Linked DNA regions of Oryctolagus cuniculus: region 1 is linked to region 2. The links are chromatin contacts, called in public Micro-C maps. All regions are on one chromosome and are shown on one strand. Each heading gives the region's core, a stretch centred on a gene start, on an enhancer-like site or on the middle of the called end of the contact. The rest is flanking DNA. Distances are from core to core; before and after follow the strand shown.

Evidence for each region. A called contact is a pair of places that touch in the nucleus more often than the background predicts.
Region 1: a Micro-C map of ear pinna shows a contact between it and region 2, with 2.7 times the contacts expected there. The contact joins the enhancer-like site here to the promoter of SUSD6 in region 2. A contact is called at or near these places in 3 of 6 Hi-C or Micro-C datasets (ear pinna, skin fibroblasts and an unstated tissue).

What each region holds. Positions count from the first base shown.
Region 1 is chr20:15,542,091-15,546,124 of mOryCun1.1, forward strand. All of the region lies in intron 3 of SUSD6 (sushi domain containing 6), which reads left to right. Among named protein-coding and RNA genes, the nearest start is that of SRSF5, 58 kb to the right of the region's middle. Within about 2 kb of position 2,386, at least 4 of the 8 cell types and tissues checked have an H3K27ac peak or open chromatin away from gene starts, as enhancers often do. A contact at or near this core is called in ear pinna, where this site is marked.
Region 2 is chr20:15,462,517-15,467,124 of mOryCun1.1, forward strand. It overlaps SUSD6 (sushi domain containing 6), which reads left to right and starts at 1,505. Exons shown (of 7, transcript XM_008248579.4): 1 at 1,505-1,737. LOC103345160 (a long non-coding RNA gene) reads right to left here and starts at 1,472. Exons shown (of 3, transcript XR_515157.4): 1 at 1,174-1,472.

The sequences.
Region 1 (4,034 bases), core at 1,136-3,635, 80 kb after region 2:
CGTGGCCAGTCACATCCACTCAACCCTCTCCCCTCACTTCTGGGGGTGACCCTCTGGGACCTGCGGAGCTGTGCTGATGGTAGGCCTTGGCCACGGCTGCAGTGTTTCTTCGTGTGTTTGTTTGTTTTGTGTTTTTGGTGGTGGTCAAGGCCCCAGGAGCAGCAGGGGTGGTACGCGGCCGAGATGCCCCAGAGGCCCCGACCGCTGCAGGCCACAGCCCGTGCTGCGACAGCCCTCCTCCCGCAGCTCCCTCCGGGAAGGCTTGAGTTCTCTGCTGTCCCCGGGTCTCCTCCTACTCACAGCGCTGGCATCTCAGATCCTCACACGGCTCCATTGTTTGTCGTGCAGAGAGACGGGTGAAGGGAACTCTCTGTCTCGCCTTTGGCCGCCACTTCTCTGGAAAAACATGGCCCCACTTGAGGGATGACCCAAGTCCTCTGGCCACCTGTGAACTCCCCAGTCGTTTTCCCCTCTGGACAGGAGCCGCAGCAGCTCTTGTCCCCACGCACCCCACCGCCATGTTGTCCTTGTGGCAGCGGTCACCCAGCAGCTTCCCCACATTAGGGAGCGGGTCAAGCCAGTGTGACCTCAGGCTGTTACTACATTTGAGTATTTACCCCGGCGGGGGAGAGATCAATAGGATAACACTGAAGGGCCACTGTGGTGCCCGGTGATGAAGGTTAATCCTCTCCTCTCTCCTGCCTGCTGGACCACAGACCTCATTAGGTTTGCTTTAACTTTAAGTGTGTTTCTTGAAGGCCTGCTTTGTGTGTGCAATACTCAAACCGGCATCAGGAGTTACCGTTACGTGGCAGAATCAGTCCAGCTCTGCTTTAAACTCTAAGCCAGCCCTGAGTTAATCACCACCTGCTCATCAGGTACCCCTCTGAGGGTGGGCAGTGTCTCAGGCCGCAGACTGGGCTTCCTCAGAGGACCTGCCTGTGGCTCCCGGAGGCAGGGGATTCTGTGGGCAGAGATGCTGTGTGGTTTGGATTGGCGGTGGGGTGGAGGACGGAGCCCTGGCGCAGGAGCTGCTGGTGAGGGAAAGATAAACATCCTCCGCCGGCTGGGAACCCGCTGGTGCCTCCTCAGGGGAGATGCGGTAGCACTGGTTAGTTAATACGTGGGCAGCGGCCCGGCCCCCGGCTCTGCTGTCACCCTATCATTTTAGAGATGGAGGTGGGGGCCGCCGTGGGCTCTGCTCTGGAGGTCACTTCACTGGGGCATGGCTCTGGCACTGAGTGGCTGAATGGAGGAGGGTCTCCTGCCACCCTGTTCAGTAGCTGTCCTAGCAGGGGGAGGGGCGCAACCTCCAGAACAGAAGGTGAAAGGCTAGCAGGCCATGTGGAGGTTGTTTATCAGCCAGGAGGAGCCCTGGTCTGAGAAGAGAAGCAGTGAAGGGTTCGTGAAGCAGCTGGCAATTCCTGAGCTGGAGCAGGGGAGAACAGACAGTCACCAGTCACCACCCCCCACTCCCACCCCCACCCCCACACATCCTTCTCTGTTTCCTGCCTGCCCTTCTCCAAATACTCAGAGGTTTCTGCAGTGGTCTTTTTTTTTTTTTTTTCTTACCAAATCCTTTGCCCTACCCCATTCCAAAAGTCACAGATAAGGATTTAATGTGCTGCTGAAAATAAGTGTAAAAATTCATCAGGCATCTCTGATTTGTGCCAGGGATGGAAGACATTTCCAGGTGTGTGATTTTATCGGCCTCTCCAAGTCCCACGGAGCGGGGACTGGCTGGCAAGGAGCAGAGCTGACAGTTGCAGAGTGGGCCCCTGGTCACACCCTGATCCCCCTGTCTGACACCTCCACCCTGGCCTGACAGCATGTGGCCCTTGTCCCTTGTCCATTAGGCAGGGAGTAATGCTCCTGGTTGGGCAGCAGTTTGGAGCACGTTAGTCTCTGACTCTTCTCAACCACTGTGGCCCACAGGAGTTAAAAACAAGACAGAATCTGCAAGGTAAGGCAGTTTCTTCTAAGCATCTACTCTGCTGGGCACTGGGGCTACAAACAGAACAAATCCCTGCTCTGTACTCTGCAGGGGTGAGTAACTGGGGGGAAGGGGCCCTGTGAGAAAGCTGCTGCAGAGAAAGGACACAGCGTCCGCTTCAGAGAGGAGTGAAGGTGTCCCTGGGACACAGAGGAGGACGGCTGGTTACTGAGTGCTTAGCGTGCGCTGGGCCTGACCTGCACAGCAGCCCCGGAGACGGATGCCTTTTGAATCTCCACATTAGAGATGTGGAAACTGGGGAAGAGGAAGATCTGCCCCCCAGGCTGCTCGGCAGGTGGCCTCTAGAGCTGCACACCACCCCTGGCCCGCTGATTGTAGATACCACCACTCACACACCCACGTCACTGTACCCTGTGCTGCTGGTTGCTCTTTCTGGTAGTGCCTGGGGACATTTCCTGGAATAGGCAGTTGGGAAACTTGGGACCTAGGAACTTTTGCACCACAGTGGGTGGCGTCCCAGCCGACTGCCTGGACTCAGGTCAGAGTTTGCAGGCCCAGGGGAAAAAAAGCACTTCTTCCTGAATGACTAAGGACTTCTGGTGGTTGCCTGCAGGTATAGAGGAACCATTCTCGCTCTGCTTGGCTCTGAGGCTACTGGCTGGCATTTCCTCTCTCCTGTGGGGAGCAGGGTGCGAGGAGCCCAGACCCATCTGTCAGTGATTAATCAGATTGGGGCGGCGGGGGGGGGGGGGGGGGCACAGGGGGCAGCCTCCACCTTGGGTGGTGTCTCCTGTGTATTCGCCCAGCCCAGCTCCAGCGCCACACCCTGAAAAAAAGTCTAGAGCCACTGCAGGCCAGCCCTCCCCCAGCCTGTGGGAAGTTCTCATGAGAAAAGGGATGGGGCCAGACAATGGGCTTCCTGTCTGACTGCTGGGAAGGTCTGTCTCATAGGAGAGGAAGGTTGCAAGTAGCATGAGAAACCATCTCGTGTCCCTCTCCCTGCAGCCTGTTGTAGACTTTTGACTGAGTGGGGGCTCAGGAAGGCAGAAGGCCCGAGAGCGCCACGGATGGAAGCAGCCCTGGTATCTCTTAGGGAGTTGAACCCTGCCTGTGTTCCTGCTCCTGCCCAATCTGCTGGGACTAAGGAGCTTCTGCAGGGACAGGATGTTTCTCCTCACCCTGTGCTAAAATCAGATCCACAATGGCTGCAGGTCTTTTACAAATAAACCTTGGAGGTGGTGAGACCAGCCATCTAACCCACATTGCCTTGTTTTCTCGAAAGGTACAAAGACAGAGACCTCCCATCCACTGTTTAGCTCCCTAAATGCCCCCAGCAGCCAGGGGTAGGCTAGGGCAAAGCCAGGAGCTGGGAGCTCAGTCCAGGTCTCCCACATGGGTGGCATAAGCTTGAAACTAGAATCGGAGCAGAACCTGGCCTCAAACCCAGGCACTAGAATATGGGATGCCCTGTGTCTCAGCAGCAGCTTAACCTGCTGTGCCAAACACCTACCTCCCCTTTTACCTTTTTAACGTGACTACCAGAACATTTAAAAGTACATCTGTGTCCACGTGAAGATACTGTTGGATAGCTCTGTGCAAGGTTTGTGATTTCCATGTGTTCGTTTCTCTTGCTCTCTGGTTGTCAGAAGGGTAAGATCGTCTCTGCCCGAAAGGGACACCCCAGGCTGGTAGAGAAACAGGCACGTGAACAGCTTGTGTCATACATGACCCTGCTTCACTGATCACCTTGGAGTTGGCTGTGTAACTTGTGTTCTCTAGGTTGGAACCTTTGTGGCCCTCCTAGGCACTTGTTTGGAGAGGGCCGACTCTGACTGATAGAATTACAACCTAACAAGGACATTTACGGCCTTGCCTAGGGTGCTCAGATCGCAACTGCAGCTGGTGTGTTGGGTTTGGGGACCCTGTTTCTTCTCCCCCTGCATTCCCAGGAAAGCTCTCTGGCCATCCTGCCTTTCAACATTTTCATTAAGCACCTGTTTCTGTGTACCCTGTTGTGTCCTAATTGCTACTGCACCAATATTTTAGTCTAAAGCTGTTCCAAACCTGGAGTGAACTCCTG
Region 2 (4,608 bases), core at 255-2,754:
GAGGTGGTGGGTCTTCCGGGACCCACCGAGCCTGTCGGCGGGGAAGGCGACTGGAGCACAGCTCAGGCTCCCGGCCTGCGTGGTGAGCCGACCCCCGAGGAGATGCCTGCTTCCTTCCCTTCCTCTCTGTCTCTCTCCATGTGCCTTCTCCAATCCTTTCTGCCTCCACCCTGTCCCCTGGCCGCCCGCTTCCTTTGCCCTGGGGCTGCCTCTGTGGTAGAGGCTGGCATGGTCAACTCCGTGGGGGGTGTGGGCTGTGCAGTCGCCGCAAGGGGGAGACAGTGAGCAGCAAGGGAGGGGTGTCCGTCATCACCAGTGACTCTGGACCCAAGAAGAAGACAGAGCATAGACCAGCTTATGCACAAGGTAATAGGCTAGGCGGATTGCTGTGGGGCCCAGAAGGGAGGGCTCTCGGGAACAGGTGTGTGCAGGTGGGGAGGGGCGCTTGTCTGAGCTCTTTCAAAGACAGGCCATAATTTATTCACAGTACTTTTCCTGAAATCGAGCTAGAACCAATACTGGTCAGGGGCCCTGGGGGTGTTGGTGAGGGGTGTATCCACGTCCCACCTTGGGAAACAGGGCTACTTAAGCCAAGGTGGAGCAAAAGATAGGAGTCTGACGTTCCAGTAGGGACGGCTCACCATCCACTGAGCACTTCTGAGGCCAGCACTTGACTCAACGCCCTGGGGCACAAAGATAAAAAGCCACAGTCCCTGCCACCAAGGGGTCATCTGCTGTATAAGCACAGAAACCGAGGACAGATAGCTGGGACGGCAGTGCCAGTGGGAGATCACCAATAAATGGTGTGCTGGTCGTGGTCCCGGCATGCCGCCCTAGGCTCACACAGGATGATGGGCTGGAAAGTAGCCCCAGGAGGCTGCCCCCCCCCCCGGCTGGCATGCAAAGCTGGGCACCTGGCAGGGCTCTGTGCCCGGCTGTGCCACTCCTTGCTCGGAACTTGAGCTTTTCAACCCTGATACCCATGGCGGGTCCTTTCGGTGTGCTGAGCGCTTCCCCGGGAAGGCGCCAGTCCGACCCTAGCTGTCCCGACTCCGAGAGGCTGGAGGTGGAACCGCGACCTGCATCTTCACGCTCAACCGCCCGCCCGGCCCCCGGGGTGATCTGAATGTAGGTAAAGGCTACACACAACTACTTAATAGGGGGGATAATAACCTGCTTCCGAGCTAGGTCAGAAGAGCCATTCAGGAGTTCACAAGACAACACGCGTGAAACAGCCTTGTAAACCTGGTGGCAATCCAGTTCTTTGCAAATAATAACAATCCCCCTAACAGCAACAGTGCAAGACCTGGGGAGCCCGCACCGCCCCGTCCGCTCCGGCTCAGTCAGCGCGGCGGTCCCTTTAAGGCCCCCCCAACACCGCTGTCTGGTCTCCGGCGGGGCGTCTGGCGCGGCCTGCGGCGCGTGCGTGCGGGGGCTCCCAGTGGGGCGACGCCGGCGCTTGTTGCGTGGCCCCTGGCCCCGCCCCGCTCCGCCCCGCCCCTTGGCGGGGACTCCCCCCGCCCCGCGCGGTACAGCTGGGCCAGTGACGCCGCCGCCGCCGCCGCGTTCCATTCTCCGAAGCCGGCGACCGCCTAGCCGTCTCCTTGCCGCCGGCCTCCTGCCCCCGCACCGCCGGCCAGACACGGGCACGCGGGGCCTCGCCTGGACCCGAGAGCGCTGCGGTCGCGCGCAGGCGGCGGGTCGGCTCCCTCCCTCAGGTCTCCGCGCCGCTCCGGGGTGAGTTGTCAGCGCGGCCGGCATTGTGTGTGTCACTTGCGCGCCCGGCCGGCTGTCAGCGGCCAGCGCTGGACGCGCACCGGCCGCGAGGGTCGCGGGCCGGGGGTTGGGCCGGCTGCTCCCCGGCGGCGGCCCGCTTGTCACCCTGCCGCCGGGAGCCCCGAGGAGGGCACCTGCCCCCGGGCTCGCGGCTGTGCGGGGCGCGCCGGGGCCGGTCCGCTTGGCGAGTTCGGTGCGGAGGCGGCGGGCGAGCGGCCCTCCTTTGCGGTTCCCGGCCCCGCGCCGAGCCGAGCCGAGCCGAGCGGCGGGCGCTGCGCTGGGGCAGGGCGGGCTCGGCCGAGGTGCGTTTCCTGAGGAAGTCTGGGGCCGGCGTGTGCGTCCGTGCGCACGGAGCTGCCTGGAGCCCCTCGCGCCTTGTCTGCGCCCGTAGTCTCGAAAAACTTTGATTATCGGGGCCGAAACTCTCCCGAAGCCACTTCCTGTTCTTTCCTCGCTTGCCGGTGCACACTCCTGACTGCAGAGAGTCGGTGTGGGTTCGCCTAGCCTGCACGGCTGCGGAAGTGGAAAAAGTTACCTGGAACGAGAAGCGGAGCAGAGGGCGGTCGTGGGCACAGCCAGACCCGGGCGGAGCGCGGCCCCAGCTGGCGAGGGGCAGGTTCCTGTGCGGGCGCAGCGGCCTGCGGAGCTGCTGTTGGCAGAGTTTTCTCCCAGGGGCCGGCCTTTGTTGCTCTTGCTACCCCGGGGTCGTGTGTGCTGTGTGCGGTGGGATCCCCCCTCCGCGGGTTTGACTAGCTCTGCAGAGGTGGGAAGTGTTGTCTCTCCACCCTGCTCAGCGATTGATCCATTTCTTGCCGTTTTGATTTCTTTGGCTTAAAAAAAAAAAATCTATATGAGTGATGCACACACACGCTTTCTGTTTTGGGAATTCCACACCCAAATTGTCACCATCTAGTGGAGGCAAGTAGAGACATGTGCTTGGCTCGAGTGCTCAGCTTCTAGGCTTTGCGTTTTTAGCTAGATGCATAGGCAAGCAGAAATGAGTATTTTCAGAGTTGCGTACGGCTGCGCCTCAGTAAAGGAAGTATTTAATAAAGGAGAGTAGCAATCATATGAGCAAGGGCTAAGAGCTTTTTTTGCCTGGTTTCATGTAAGAAACAGCAGACTTTTGAGGTAGGCATTGTTATACTCCCATTTTTCCAGTTGAGACCGGCTAGATACGTGGAACAACTTGTCCAGGGTCACAGAACAGCTCCTGGTGGAGCCCACCCTCTGATCCACTGGGTGATTTTACCAGTTTCCAGTTTGTTTACCTTTTGGTAAAACTGAAGCTGGAGTCTTTCAGAACCTTCTCAGAGGGCCACTGCTTCAGGCCATGTCTCAGGTCAGGAGCCTGCCCAGCGCTTTCTCCAGGGTACATAGTTATGGTCTGTTTGCACCATGTGTTTATTCTTTCTTGTTTTCATTCGGTGCTCGCAAGTATTTATGTAACACAAAATAGACGCCAGACTCTGCCGAGTCCTGGGGCTACTGCAGTGCAGAAGACAGAACCCAGAGCGCACCGCATTCATTTGCTGTGTGAGGAGCTTCTGCCCAGTGCGTTGTACAGGACAGTATGGATCTGAAACCTGTACAGAGGAAGCAGAGTAGCTTTTCGGATCCTGGAGTGGAAATGATATAGGAGACAAATGCTCACTTGGGGACAGGTCTCTGGGTGGCTCAGTGTTTGTTTATAAACATTTAATTTTTATTTATGTGAGCGACAGAAGAACTCCTATCCATGAGTTTAGTTCCTTTTTTTGGAAAGCTTTTATTTAATATAAATGTCATAGGTACAGCTTTTGGAATATAGCGGTTCTTCCCCCCATACTCGCCCTCTCACCCCAACTCCCGTCCCACGGGTTCACTTCCAAATGCCTGCAACAGCCAGGGCTGGGCCAGGCTGGAGCTGGAAGGCCGGAACTCAAATCTGACTGTTCCGTGGTGGTGGCAGTGCGGCCTGAGTACTTGAGCCATCACCTGCTGCCTCCCAGCGTGTGGATCAGCAGAAATCCTGGGCTGCGGGAGCCAAGCCAGGACTCAGGTTCAGGCACTCCAGGGAGGGATGCAGGCTGCTGACCCCCTAGGCCGCATGCCTGCTCCTTTGTGTCTAACTCACTCTCAAAGGATAGCGTTTGATTTAGTCACTGAGGCTGGCCTGGACAGAGCCCAGACTCTGAGCTGGTGGAAGAAGAAGAGTGAGCTGTGACAGATGCGGAAGAGACCTCGGCACTGGTCTGGGTTCCTGGCTGGTGTCTCGGGCGTGGTGATTGAACTTCTGCCCTTATGTAATGGTGTACCGTGTGGCAGGGGATTTCCTCCTCCGCTGTTGCCAGGGCAGCAGTTCCTGTTGCTCCCTCCCCAACTCGTACCCTGCACGCATGAATCCTCCAAAGGTAATAATTCACCTGACTTCTTAAAGGTAATAACTGCGTTCAAGTTTATTACCGCTAAGCATTGTTCCCCTCCTTCCATGCTTGTCCATCTCCCAGATAAAAACTCAAGTTTGTTTCAAGTCTTCCCATATCTTTAGCTCTTCTGGCAACCAGGTTACTATTAGTATGGTCTGTGGGCTTAAAGAAATATGGTATTTTTTTTTTTAAATTAATGAGGTACATAATCTTCCTCATTGCGGTTCCAGAACAGACGAAGTGGGGAGAAAGAAGCAGAAGTGGCTGCTAGCACAGAGGCACAGCCGCAGAGCACAGGTGCTTGTGTTTCCCCTCTCGGCCCCCGTTTACCAAGGGATAATCCACGAGAGGCCGGGGCAGGGCCACAGTGAGCACCGCAGGTCCCTTAGGCGGCCCTATGATTGCATACAGGAGCTGACACTGA